2 separate regions of the Sus scrofa genome follow, and region 2 is linked to region 1. The links are chromatin contacts, called in public HiChIP or PLAC-seq maps. All regions are on one chromosome and are shown on one strand. The core of a region is the stretch at or near the end of the contact, and the rest is flanking DNA. Distances in the headings are between cores, read along the strand shown. Region 1 overlaps PRKCH (protein kinase C eta type). Region 2 overlaps HIF1A (hypoxia inducible factor 1, alpha subunit (basic helix-loop-helix transcription factor)).

Region 1 (7,207 bases), core at 1,936-4,435:
GGAAAACAACATCATGGAGGGATCTGGTTCCCAAAATGTGTGTGTGATTCTCAACATGGGAAGGTGATAGTTTGACTATTTGACCCTTCACTACTCCTTTCTCCCTTGGCATTGCTCCTCTCAGCTCCAGAATATCCCTCCAAACCTGCTCTTTCACATAGAGCATCCCTGTCCTATACCATTCTTGATACTTGCATCAAAACACCTGATCCATATACCATGACACAATTTTTACATTTGGGGTTGGAAGGGATTTCACAGTTATAAACCCTTCTATTTCAAAGTATGAATACCCAACAACCTGCTGGGTAGTCATTTTTTTCCTATACTTTAACACCTCCAAACAAAGAGGACATGTTTCCTCCACTTTTAGGCATCAATACCTATTAGAAATTTCACCTTTGTATTGACTCAAACAGTATCTCTCAGTATCATCTCTTCACTGGTTCTGGACCACCTATAAAGAGGAGACTGAAAAAATCCACAATCTTCTACAAGAAAGACTTTCAGATATTTGGAGGCATTCTTGGTCTTTCAATGTCAAAAGAAGGAAATAGAATTAGCGTGATGTTATTCATTTTGGTTATCTTTTTGCAATCATTGATTTTGGAGCAATTATAAGCCATCTATGTATTTTTTTCATTCTTGATTTGATATCTGTTTGACTTTGTTACATTCTTCTCTTGTAAAATCAGAAGTATTGTTACTAGTAATTTGTTAACTAAACTAATAATGAGTTATAATGTTAGTAGGTCATGTTATCCTTTCTAGATAAGACTTGGGCTTTAGCTGTACTTCTTTGATGCTGAATATAGGGGTGGCAAGCATGGTAGGAAGTTGATTGTTGGTGTGACTTCAGAATAGAGTAGTTAGAATTTCCTTTCACAGTGATGAGGCACAGGATGAGACAGGTGTGAAAATGGGGGAGATGAAGACCAGAACACCTGTGAAACTCCTAATCAAACAATCTGCCTCAAAATAACTAATGTTGAATACATGGCCCATAGAGTCTGGTTGATTGCATGGCAGTAGTGTGCAAATGAGACATTACTGACTTACAGTTAAGAGCAAGGCTTTGGAATCAAACTTAGATTTGAAACTTACCTCCACAAGGTACTAGCTCTGTAATACTGTATAAACTCTTTATACACTATTCCCATGTCTGGAATCACTTAATGCTCCATACGTATTATCAGTTATAAAGAAGAAAATGACCCAGGGAAGAAACTTGAACTGTGAACTCATTTAAGAGGTGGAGAGATTTAATAAAAAAATGGTTGAATAAAATACACTATGCTCATCATGTGGAATATTATGCAACTACTGAAATAGTGAATGACTTAGATGTATATTGATTCATCTGGGTAGTGTTTTCCTGATAGGTAAATCAATGAGAAAAATAAGTTAAATAGTATGTATGCTCATTTAAGCCCCACTTTTTGTTTTGTTTTTTTCCCTTTTTTTTTCATTTTTAAAGTTTAATTGAAGTATTATTGATTCACTATGTTGTGATAATTTCTGCTCTACAACAAAGTGGCTCAGTTATACATGTACACACATCCATTCTTTTTCAGATTCTTTTCCCATATAGATTATCACAGACTATTGGGTAGAGTTAGTTCCCTGTGCTATCCAGCAAGACCCTGTTGATCACCCATTCCATATACAATCATGTATATCTGCCAAAAAAAGGTAGCAAAAGCTGTCTGTACATAGATATATGTATGTAGGAAGTTGTGGAAGAGCAGAAACAACAGTTTGGGATGGGGGGACCATGGTTAATTTTTCACTACGTATCTTCATAGTGTATCACAGTGATTATGGTGAGAAGGTGTCACTTTTATGATTTTTTTTTTTTGGACTTTTTAGGGCTGCACATGTGGCATATGGAAGTTCCCAGGCTAGGGGTCAAATCGGAGCTGCAGCTGCTGGCCTACACCATAGCCACAGCAATGCAGGATCCAAGCCACATCTGCAGCCTACACCACAGTTCATGGCAACACCAGATCCTTAACCCACCGAGCAAGGCCAGGGATCAAACCCACATCCTCACGGATACTAGTCAGATTTGTTACCACTGAGACACAAAGGGAAGTCCACTTTTATGATTTTTGAGAACCATTTTTTTTTTTTTTAAGAAATACGCAAAAGGAGTGAGGGGTGGGCAGAGGAGGAAGAGAAATCAGTCAGTAGGCATGGGACAGAATTGTCACAGGGTTGGTGGTGGGGCGGGGGGAGCTGCCGAATGAAGAGCCAGGACACTCAGGCTTTTTCTCTCATCTGTCATGGCTCTATCAGGGCTTGGCATCCAGAGCTTTGCTTATTCATTTTCATTTAGTATCCTTCCACTTCTGGCACATGGTATAGCAATATTTCTTGCTTCTCTTCATTTCTGTTTTATTTCTAACTACTGAGCTTGCCTGGAGGAACACATTGGGAGAGAGAAATAACTTGAAGATAGATATCAACAGAGTGTTAGTTCTTGACTAAAGAGCAGTGTCAGTGTAATTTAGTTAGATGAGTTAATGCCTACATGCAATAAAAGAGAGATGTTTAGCTATTCTAAAAAGATTACAGTCCAACCTCCTGATTTCTCTTTTCCAGGCAACCAGGTACCCATTTCTTGCCTGTCCTGCCAGAAATGGTTTATGCGCAATCAAGCCCTGTGTTTGAGTGCGTTTCCTATGGAAAAACAAATGGTGCTACAGGGGACACTTGAAGAACAAAGACTTTTCCCTAAACCTTTCCAAAGATCAAATCCTGTAAAAAGGTAGCAATTTTGAGACTCCTCTTTTCTGAGAAGGGCGAGGGTTCAAACCTGCAAAGAATTCTGCTCTTGTTGGAGAAACTGTGCAGGTCTGTTCGGATCAAGCAACAGGCTTATAAAAGTTTATTGCAGTTCCATAGCTACAAAGAGAAATTTATTTCCAGCCCTACATGTCGTGCAGTTGCATCAGTGGTTATTTATAACTGGATTAAGGAGCAACAGCACACACAGCCACACTGGCTGCAGGCTGCTTGCTTTGCTTTGGTGCAGGAGTGGCTTGGTCGTTGAGCTTGGTCACAAGCTTTTCAAACCCCTTTCTCTGCAAGGCACTGGAGCAAGCACTGTCTAGGAGAGAAGAAAAATCAGAGGGGAGCTCCTGTACAGTGAAAACTTGTGGAAACCGTCCAGATCTTGTGAATTAAGCAAGAGCGAGTGTTACATCTTTTTTCATCTCAGCCAAGGGAAGCCTGCCCCTCCCAAGTTTGCCCCTAGTGAGGATTTTAACACTCCTTTGACAAAGAAATGAGACTGAAATGGAGGAAAGCAGGTGATAGTGGTCATAAAATTCACCCTTTAGAACAGGTTTTTGTGGGTTGTTGGGTGTTTTTTTTTGTTTTGTTTTGTTTTGTTTTTTTTTTTTTCTGTCCTGAGCCCTTTCTGAGGCTCCTGTGTTAATAATTCTGGAAGGAAGGGAGGGAGGGAAGAAGGAAGACCTGTTTTATATTTTTGTTTGGTTTGGTTTTTGTTTGTTTGTTCCAATTCCTGCAGGAGACACTGGAATTGAGAAAAATACACTGTGACGGTGGATTAAGACCTAATTTGCAGCTTAGGGGGAAATTTTTGACAAAGGGAACCGAAATCTAAACCCTGTCAGGCTGGCCGCTTTCTTGCCACTCTTAAAAAAAAAAAAAAAAAAAAAAAAAAATTAAGAGGGTTCGGTTTTGTCCTAAAAAACACTGAAGTTTTGTTTTCTTGTCTGTGAAGAGACGAGTTCAAACCTGTCAGAGGCGGTGTCTGAGTTTCCTTATGACTGACTTAAATGTGTGGTAGTGATTTTTTTTTCCCGTAAGCATCTGGCTGAGTCATTCAGAAAGTTAAAAAATAACAAAAAAGAAATCAATGAGAAAAGCCAGCCGAGGTCTGCCACAGATGCCAGGAAGGTCCACACCAACGGGAAGAACCTGTGAGGTCTGTGTTTGTTTCTCCCCATGCAAATACTCAGCCACGCTCCAAAGAGCTGAGTGCTGTAGCTGTTCAGCTGCCCTGTAAGAAACAGGACTCTGTTCTCCGCAGCTTATTCCTTGGGGTTTCAGAATATAAAATACGAAGTGTGTATAAGCACGGTTCCCAGCATTTCTTGGCATTTCATCTTTGGCAGTGAAAATGGGAAAAACTGAAGCTTTTCTGGTTGGGAAGGCTGAGCGTAATCTTTGTTTGGTGGCACTTCCATAAGAAGTGAGCATGTTACAAGGCACTTTCCCACAAGACCATCTGAGGGGCTGCTGGGCTTTGTTCAGTTTTGCTGCAGCGACTGGATATTTTTATGTTCTGTTTGCATCCAGAGAAAGAGCGTCGAGGGCTTTTTCCGCAGAGCATTTTCACAGTAGCTCATTTGGAGTCTCCAAAGGGTGGTCTGGGTCCTACTTTATGCTTAAAGAGGTAACTCTAGGATGGATAACTTCCCAGGAAGGCTCAAGATACTGTACTTCCTAAGAGTGAATTCTTCCTAACATAAACCTAGCAAAGAGTTAAGATAAGAATTCAGTAAAGAACAAGCACTTTCAAGAGAAGAATGTCAAGAAATTGCTTTAACGTTGAGTAGGCTTAGCTGAACATATATTGTGAAGAGCTAGGTCTGCCCCATATCTTAGCTTTGGCAAGGACATCCCAGTTTGCTCCTGTGATTTCTGCCTTAATACCAGCACCCCCCCCCGTGATTTCCCCCTTAATACCAGCACCCCCCCCCATTTTTACTGAGTCCCATTTTGGACAGTACATTGCACAGTCACCCTGCAAAGAGGTATCCACATTCTACAACTTTTTTTTTCTCTGTGAGATGGAAGAACCAAAGAAAAGTATTTTTTACCAGTTGAGAGGGTTCCCCTCCTGTAGGAGAGTTATTCTCCCACCATTTTCCTTTCATGGACTATTCTCTTCTAGGCCATGAATTAGAACTTATTTGAAAGTATCTTTTTAGCTTGGTCACTATCTTAATTTGAAAGACACATTGGGGAAAATTGCCTTTCCCCTGAGTCTCATGTTTCATTTTCTTTGCATGATGCTTTAATAAATTTACATGAGATACAAATTTGTCAGTAGTCATAACTTTATGGGTTTGCATGCATCTATTTGTATATGCATCCGTTAAGTCATTCATTTACTCATGCAACAAATATTTACTGAGACCTACTTTGTGTCTAAGGATATGTGGTGACCAAGATTGGTCAGGACCCTGCCTACAGGAAGTAAGTATTGTAGTATAAACATATAAAGAAGTAAAAGTAATTACCAGTTGTTAGAATTATGTGGAAGGAAGGGAATGGGTTTGTCATGTTTAGTTTGACTCCATAGAGCTAAAGAAAGGGGAGATTAGACAGACAGACAGATGTCTCTCCATCCATTTCTGTTGTTGAATGTCTCCAGTATTTAACCTGGTGTCTCAAATTCAAATAGCTTCAGAATCGGGGACCAAAGGGAACACTACAATTACCAAATCGAACTCATATGTCTCCATAGTTTAGTCTAAACAAGGGATGCAAGAACCAGAGCAGCAGGAGGTGTCCACACTCTGCTTGGCCCTGGCCACTCAGTCAGTTCCTCCAGAATTCCCAGATGTCATTTAGCCCAAATCAGTGTCCACACAGGCCTGATCGGTAGGTCCCCCTGTGGGTCTCTAAGAGGAAATGAGGGAAGCATTCGAAAGTTACAGCTGCCATGAGCTTTTCCACCTCACTTTGGAAACAGTGAGCTCTCCCCCCGCAGTTTGATGGCAGAAAGGCTGTGCCACAGGAAATCTGCTGGAAAATCTGAGTGCTCGCAGAAATGTCAGGGAGATCGTCTTTCATCATGGAATGTCTGCCCACTTCTGTGGTGCACCAGGGAGTCAGCAGAGGAAACTTCATTGTGCTGTGGCTTCAGGCCTCAACGCTGAGGGGCTGTGGCAGTTTCCCAAGCCAACTGGACTGTGTGTGGGGGGGTGTGGTCTCGTGTCCATGCCAACCCTGGAACTCAGGCTTCTTCCAGCATTTGGAGCTGATCTCCCAAGCCAAGTCTCAACTCTTGGGTTCTTGGGTGGGCTCTCTTTGGAAAGCATATCTTCTCTGCTTCTTTAGCCAATGCCCAGCCCTTGCCACCCTCCCAGAAAGTTCCTCTTCAGTGCCAGGAGTGCGTGTCCTAGAAAACCAGACACTACCATCAACCTAGACTTCCGTGAACGATGGGAGTCACCCACCCTGTGGCTCCCTGTGGCTCTTTCTCAGACTAAGAAAGAAAGGGGGGAAAAAAGAAACTCTAAAAAGAAGGAACCTAACTGCCTCTTCTTCCCTTTGGCCACACAGTGACTCCTGAACAGACATTTAATGCAGTTCTTTGGACCTGATAGAAAAGGAAAGTTCCTGCAGCCCGTGGCCTTCCATGAAGCATTGGTGTCTTCAGATGGAATCACCTAAACTCTGTTTACTTTGATGGCGAGTCAATATGCATAGGTCCTCAGTTTCCCTGTTAGTATTTCCTTCCCTTTGGTCCCCCAGCCTTTAACACAGCAGTTCACAGGGGGATGCCTACTTTATTTTTTTGGCCATGCCCACATCATGCAGAAATTCCTAGGCCAGGCATTGAACCCAAGTCGTAGCAGTAACCAGAGCCACAGCAGTGACAACACTGGATCCTTAATCCACTGAGCCACCAGGGAACTTTGGGAATGCATCATGACAACAACTGTATACCCTTAATTCCAAGAAACTAAAGATCACAGAAGGTTGATGGTGTCTGATGTGATGAAAATGAGAATACTGGCAGCTGGCAAGTTTTTTTGCTCTGAGTTTCAAGGAACTTCCCTGTTTCCAAAGCATTAAAGGGGAGTGGGCACAGATCTGAGCATCAAGGCAGTACAGAGGAGACGGAGTTTTTTCTTCTCTAGGTAGTGACAGAGGGGTTTTTCTTCTCTAGGGAGGGTGGCCTCGTTAATGATATTCTTAAGGCCATCCTAGTGGTGTTGAAAGGGAAGCAGAGACCTAGATGGTCAGAAAAGTGTTTCGATCTGCACTAGTCAGGCTTCTGCAGGAGGACAGTATTTAAAGTGTGGTGGTGTGTGCAGACACCCACATTTACCACTGTGTCAGAGAAGCAAAGTCAGTTGACCCCTCCTCGATTTCTGTCTTGGTTAAATTTGTCCTCAGGGTCATTTCTTTCCCCCACACTGGGGAGTCTGGTCTCAGGTAA
Region 2 (7,207 bases), core at 2,428-4,927, 270 kb after region 1:
ATAGCAGGTTAAGGATCTGGCATTGTCTCTGTGGTGGCATGGGTTCGATCTCTGGACTGGCACAGTGGGTTAAGGATCCAGTGCTGCTGCAGCTGTGGCAGAGGTCACAGCAGCAGCAGATTTGATCCCTGGCTTGGGAATTCCCAAATGCCACAGGTGCGGCCGTAAATTGTGTGTGTGTAAAACTTGAAATTTTTAATTGGTCCACATTTTTTAGCATTTTTTTATACTATTGACTGTAGTAGAGACTGTGCATGCTTCCATCCACTTAAGTTGAATACAATAATATATATATAATAATATATCCTAGAATTTTGTAAGATTAATTGATGGAATTATTCATCCACGTTTATTGAACATTTATTATGTACTATGTATACTTATTCTACCGGGTGCTATCCAGGTGCTTTTTTCTTTAGGAGCTCTAATTTATTTAAAGAAAAAATAAATATATTTCAGAGACATACAATGCATAATTTGAGGAAAGATAGATTTGGAAAGAAATTTTTAATTTATTTTTAAATTTTATTGGAGTATAGTTGACTTAAAATGATGTGTTAGTTCCAGATATACAGCAAAGAGAATCAGTTATACATATTCAGATATCTATTCCTTTATAGATTCTTTTCCCATATAGGTATTATAGAGTATTAAGTAGATTTCCCCATGCTATACAGTAGGTCCTTGCTACCTATCTATTTTATATATAGTAGTGTGTATATATTAATCCAAACCTTCTAATTGATCCCTTTCTCCAATGTTTCCCCTTTGGTAACCATAAATTTGGTTTCAAAATCTTTGAGTCTGTTTCTGTTTTGTGAATAAGTTCTTTTGTATCATTTTTATTAGATTCCACATATTAGTGATCTTATGTGCTATTTATCTTTCCTAATCTGACTGACTTCACTTAGTATGATGATCTCTAGGTCCATTCATGTTGCTGTAGATGGCATTATTTCATTCTTTTTGTGGCTGAGGAATATTTCATTGTAATATGTACTACATCTTCTTCTGTTGATGGACATTTAGGTTGCTTCCATGTTTTGACTTGTAAATAGAAGGCATAAGGAAGAGCAGGATATCAAGGCAGAAAAACATATCCCTAAAAGAAGAAAAATCCTAGAAAATATAGTCGCTGTCCAGGTTGAGTCAATACACAATGAAATACTCCTCAGCCATAAAGAACAAAATAATGCCATTGGCAGCAACATGGATGCAGCTAGACTCTCATACCAAGTGAACTCAGAAAGAGAAAGACAAATACCATGTGACATTACCTATATGTGGAATTCAAAATATGACAAAAATAAACCTATCTACAAAACAGAAACAAATGCTCAGATGTAGAGAACAGACCTGTTGGTTGCCAAGAGGGAAGGGAGAAGGAGTGGGATGAATGGGGAGTTTGGGGCCAGTAGGTGCAAACCACTACATTTAGAATGGATAAGCAACGAGGTCCCACTCTACAGCACAGGGAACTATATTCAGTCTCCTGGGATATACCATGATGGAATATGAGAAAAAGAATGTACGTATGCATGACTGGTCACTTTCCTGCACAACAGAAGCTGACACAACATTGCAAATCCAATAAATATTAAAAAAAAAAAATGGTTATCACATATCTTCAGACTCTATGTTCATGGAGTAATTTGGGAATAAATCCATAATTTGCTGCTGGGTACTGTAGTACTTCGCAGTCTGCTGTATTACATTATGATTTTCCCTGGCAGTTTTTGGGTGGCTTCCAAATCACTGACAGGAGAATTTTGCTCCAGGCACTGGAGCTGGGGCTTCAGGAATTCCTTGACACAGTTTTGAACTGGTTGTTCCAAGTTTGGTTATTCCAGGCTTGGGGGCACCAGGTCTGGCTCTTCCAGGTTTGGTTGCTCTAAGACTGGCTGTTCCAGGTCTGTTTGCTCCATGATGGGTTATTCCAACTCTGGTTACCCTTCATGGGCAGGTTTCCAGAAGTGTTCACCAGGCATATTTGGTGGTAGGAATAGAAGCCTGGGGATTCTGTACTGGCTAAGCCCTAAATCACACTGTTGCTATTCCTTGGACAGTTGTTTTTCTGCCACCTCTTAGAGTTCATTAGCTTGTTCTGGAACCAGGTCTTAACCTATTTGTAGCTAAGGTTCAGGATATTGGAAAGTCCTTGCGAATGCTGGAGGCTGAGGTATTTCTGCTTCTGAAAACTGTCATTGATGACACAGAGCTGGGTCTGAGAGAACACAGTTCTTACCGTCTACTTCTTGACTGGAACCTTTACTTCTTTCTTTTCTGTGCTCTTCTCTTCAGACATGGGCAGTGGTTTTATTCTGGGGCATGTGGGAGAATCAGGGCTGTTCAGTTTCTGTGTTGAGGGTTTAAGCACATGACATCTGCAAGGAGACATAATTTTCTACAGACCTGTAAACGTCAGGCATTGGTGAAGATTCCCTAGAATTGGATGCTTTGGGGACAAGCTGGATCCACACTCATGCTGAGTTGAAGAGGGAAAAGAAAAAAAGAAAAAAAACAAAAACAAAGAGCTAAATTGTAGGAAAAGTCCAGGCTTTAAGTTTTTAGGTAAAAGAGCTTAGAAGAATATGAAGATCTCCTCCCAGTATAAAAGTATCAAAAAAATGGGATGAAGTGAGTCACCTTTGCAGTAACAGGCGCTAAACAGCCCAATCTAGCAAAATGAGCCTATTTAAAAAAATTTTTTAATGTAAAGCTGTATGAGATATTGGTATATTTTGGAGATTAATCCCTTGTTGATTGCTTCATTTGCAAAGGGGATAGATTACTTTTGATTGTGGACTAGAAAGGAAAGTTTTTGGTCGTCTCCTCACCCTACATAGTTTCCTGAGCAGTTTCATTTTTGGCCACGGTTTCTGTTGCGACTTCCCGTATTTCTATTTATAACTATTTCCATTTCATTGCCAATTTGATATTTTTATCTGGAGGTATGTTCTTCTATATTATAAACTAAAAATTTCTGAAACTAAACTGAACCACTCCTACCCCAAAACAATTTCAAAAACTGCTTTTCCTCTTATAATGAATATCATGATTGATATACCACAGTATACACATGACTCCAGCAAAAATTAAGTCATTCTTAACTTTTCTTTTGCTTTCATTATCTACACTCAGTTGGTCTCTAAATTTTAATAGATTACCATTTGCATGTATCTCTTGATCCATTTCCTCCTTCCACTCTTGTCTGCCTGCCTTTGAGTTCTTCAGCTTATTATTACATTTGGCATGAACTGCATCTCTGCCAGCAGATTTGTGCCCTTTTAATCTCATCCAGGTTTCCAAGAAGTGGACTTCCTAATGTGAAAATTAGATCATGTCATACTCCTGTTGAAAATGCCTCAGCTGCTTCCCTCCTTCATCTTCACATACCAAAAAAAAAAAAAAACAAACAAAAAAAAAACCTTTTTTGTTTATAAATATATTAGAAGGATAGCACATTTTTATTTATCAAAATAAGACATGCATTTTGAAAAGCTGGGGGAAAAAAACAGGCCCAGGCAATAAAATCTAAACTTCTTAGCATAGCAAGCAAAGATACTTATGATCTGGCCTCTTCTGACTTCTCCAAATTAATTGGGAGGAGGAAAAGACCCCCTTCTGCTGTGGTCGCCTATAGCCTGAGAGCTCCACATGCTGTTCTGCTGTCTTAGTGCAATGATGCTATCCTCAACTCCAAACACATACTTAGCTTCCAAGAGCTACCTACTGCATCTATTTGTAGAGCTTTCCTTGTTTCTTTAAGAAATTACTGTTTCATGTATGTAAGTCTGTCATGGCCTTTTTTCTGCTTTTGCAATTATTTGCTTGCTTGTACCATTTTTTGCTTTAAGGCTGTATGACCATGGCTGAAAGCATATGTTCTGTAGCTAGACTGCTAAATCCTGACTGCCTATATCCGGGTGACCTTAGACACATTACTTCTTTTCTTTGTGCATCATTTTCTTCATCTTTAATAATCTCTACTTTAGATAAAGTATAATGCGTGTATTAGTATCATCTTCAACTTGAAGATTATATGAGGAAAACAACTTTAAGTCCTTAGTGCTAACTATAAAGTAGATAAGAAGCCTCTGCCCCACTGTACAAGGAATGTGAGAGGGCACTGGCTTTGTATCACATAATCCTTGATTCCATGCTGGCTTGCAGTCCTGGTAACAGTGTGACCTGGATCTTAGGCACTGTTGTAAATCTCATGGTCCTTATCTGTTAAAAAAGGGTCATGCTTGTAAGGATTAAAAGAGTGTTGAGCACCTATTACACACAGTGACTGTTTGACCGCTGGGGTTAGAGTTAAGAAAAATGAAGATAGAAGAGCCAAGAAGTATTTTATGGCATTTACTGCCAGTGTTTATGTCAGTGTATGATAGAAGAGAGATGCCCTTCCTTTTTTGAGGAATTAGTTTTTATTTTTTTTATTTTTTTGTCTTTTTAGGGTGGCATCCATGACATATGGAAGTTCCCGGGCTAGGGGTCTAATCGGAGCTATAGCTGCCGGCCTACACCAGCCATAGCAACACAGGATCTGAGCCGCATCTGCGACCTACACCACAGCTCACAGCACTGCCAGATCCTTAACCCATTGAGTAAGGCCAGGAATTGAATCTGCATCCTCATGGATACTAGTTGGGTTTGTTACCGCTGAGCCATGATGGGAACTCTGAGTAATTAGTTTTTATTTTATTTATTTATTTTTTAATGGTCATACCTGCAGCATATGGAAGTTCCTGGGCTAGGGATCAAATCAGAGCTATAACTGCAGGCCTACACCACATCATACCTGATATGATCCATCTCAGCAGCCTTTGCCGCAGCTCGTGGCAAAGCCAGATCCTTAACCCACTGAGCGAGGCCAGGGATCAAACCTTTATCTCAAGGAGACTGTTTTTTAACCCACTGAGCCACAACGGGAACTCCTAGTTTTTATTTTTTGAATTCAATAGTAAAGTATAGGGATGGGCTGGGGAGAAAGGAAAGTGATAGAGCTAGAATGAGAAAACAAGAAAGGGAGTGACATGACCCTTCTGTTTGTATCAGAAGATTAACAGAATGGGAGTTCCCATCATGGCTCAGTGGAAATGAATCTGACTGGCATCCATATGGACGCAGGTTCGATCCCTAGCCTTGCTTGGTGGGTTAAGGATCTGGCATTGCTGTGAGCTGTGGTGTAGGTCGAAGAAATGGCTCAGATCTGGCGTTGCTGTGGTTGTGGTGTAGGCCAGTGGCTACAGCTCTGATTCCACCCCTAGCCTAGAAACCTCCATACACCGTGAGTGCGGCCCTAAAAAAAAGAAAAAATTAGCAGAATGGTTGTGACAGAGAAGTAAAGGCAGCCTGTTGAGAGATTAACCAAATGAGGTTTTGATTCTAACCAGGAGATTGTTGTTTTCTGGTTAGAGCTTTTTCTAGGAACATCTCATAGCTATAACCCCTTAGAACCAAGATATAGAAAAAAGTTTGCCCAATTTTGAGAAAATCTAATGTATCAAATTTCTTACATCCAAAATATCCCATAAATGGCTATTAATTATTGTACTAATTTCCACTTATAATCACTGAAATATTTATGTGAGCATCTGCTATGTTCATGTCATGATAATTGGCATTAAAGTAGAAATAAGGTTAATAGTTCTGCCCCATAATACTTGGAACAAATGAACCATATACCGCATAGTTGCTTTAGGTTATAGGTTTACTAGTCCATTAAAAACACTTTTTGGTCAAATTTTCTGGATCCTCTCTTTTTTGGTACAAAAAACTATGTGATTCTCTAAAGTTAAATTAACTTTACTTCTCCCTCAAATATGAATAAAATTGACCATCTAGGAAAATACGCAGTTTATATTTTGGCATCTTTTATCCTTTAGTGATAGATGTACCTCAACTCAGATTGAGAAGCACTGAGTAAATTAGAGCTTCTTAGCACCATGTACAAAGCCCTCATTAATCTGATCCTCCTGCCTACTTCTCCAACCTCATTTCTTCATACTTGCTCCCAATAACCACATCAGAATCTTTGTTACCTGCACAGTGTCAGGCATTTTCTCACCTCCATCTTTTCTTGTAGTGTACCTTCTTCCCAAAATGGTTTTTGTTCTTTGAGCCTCTTCTGTACTCAACTCATAAGTCTCCTAGAAGACGCTGTCCTTCACCCCACCATTCCTTATCATGGATAGAGGTGGTTCCTCTGATTCCTAAAAGATTCCCATCACTATAGTTGAGACATAATTTCATAAGTAGTGTGGTAAACACACCAGAAAATTCATCATACATTGAGTTTTGCCTTTGCATTTTCACACCTAGAACAAATGCCAGGCACATGATGGAATATAAAAGTTTAATGAAAAAAATTATAGCTCCATAGAATTTGATTTAAACGTATAACCTATGTAAAACCAATTAAAATTATCTTTAAAGCATAATTAAATCAGATTATTTATAAAAACAATTGTTCCCTTTGTAATGCTGCCACCTAGTGTAGATGTGCTTGTAAAGAATTCTGGATTTTGGTTTAGTTTAGTTTTGATTTTTTTTTTCTTCTCAAATCAGCTATTTACCTATTTATTTATTTATTTATTTTGGAATAAACTCTGGCATATAAGTTGTGACAACACAAACAGTATTACTATACCTATCTTCCCTGTATGTTTTCTGGAATTGTTTGGCTTCTTGGATACAGTACATTATATAGCTTTTGCTTGTATCTCAGAAGGTCCTTTGAATTCTAAAGGCTGAGAAATCAAAGAACTTAACTCATGTTTTATTCCCAGAAAAGAAGATAATATTGCTGTCATGCTGCTAAGAAGGCAGCTTTCTCTTTCTCATGAAATGAGCTCCATTTCAGACAGTGATTCCAGACAGTAGTAAGATCTAGTCTCTGTCCTAAAGGAACTACCAGGGAACCACAAGGGGTAACTGCATTACTTTCTTGTTATTTTCAGTTTGATACCATTATCTCATCTGAAATGAATTCCTATAATTTGGGTAATTTCAAAATCTGAGTAGAAGAGCACCTTCCAAAACAAACATAAGTACTTATTTGGTTACCATATTAAAATTCTATAGTAGATACTGGTCCCCCAAGGTGAAGCCCTTCCTAGGAGAACTGTTATATAAAGAATCAGTTTTTGTATACATACACACAGAAAGAATGTGGTTTATGGTAAGATAATTTTATGGGCTT

Evidence for each region. HiChIP or PLAC-seq counts read pairs in DNA pulled down with a chosen protein or histone mark.
Region 2: an H3K27ac HiChIP or PLAC-seq map of skeletal muscle shows a contact between it and region 1. The contact joins two enhancer-like sites. A contact is called at or near these places in 1 of 47 Hi-C or Micro-C datasets (embryonic fibroblasts) and 2 of 2 datasets of contacts at active chromatin or transcription factors (alveolar macrophages and skeletal muscle).

The regions. Positions count from the first base shown.
Region 1 is chr1:190,383,721-190,390,927 of Sscrofa11.1, forward strand. All of the region lies in intron 10 of PRKCH (protein kinase C eta type), which reads left to right. Among named protein-coding and RNA genes, the nearest start is that of PRKCH, 180 kb to the left of the region's middle. Within about 2 kb of position 3,186, at least 17 of the 83 cell types and tissues checked have an H3K27ac peak or open chromatin away from gene starts, as enhancers often do. A contact at or near this core is called in skeletal muscle, where this site is marked.
Region 2 is chr1:190,654,469-190,661,675 of Sscrofa11.1, forward strand. All of the region lies in intron 6 of HIF1A (hypoxia inducible factor 1, alpha subunit (basic helix-loop-helix transcription factor)), which reads left to right. It also overlaps the pseudogene LOC106507611. Among named protein-coding and RNA genes, the nearest start is that of SNAPC1, 20 kb to the right of the region's middle. Within about 2 kb of position 3,678, at least 9 of the 83 cell types and tissues checked have an H3K27ac peak or open chromatin away from gene starts, as enhancers often do. A contact at or near this core is called in skeletal muscle, where this site is marked.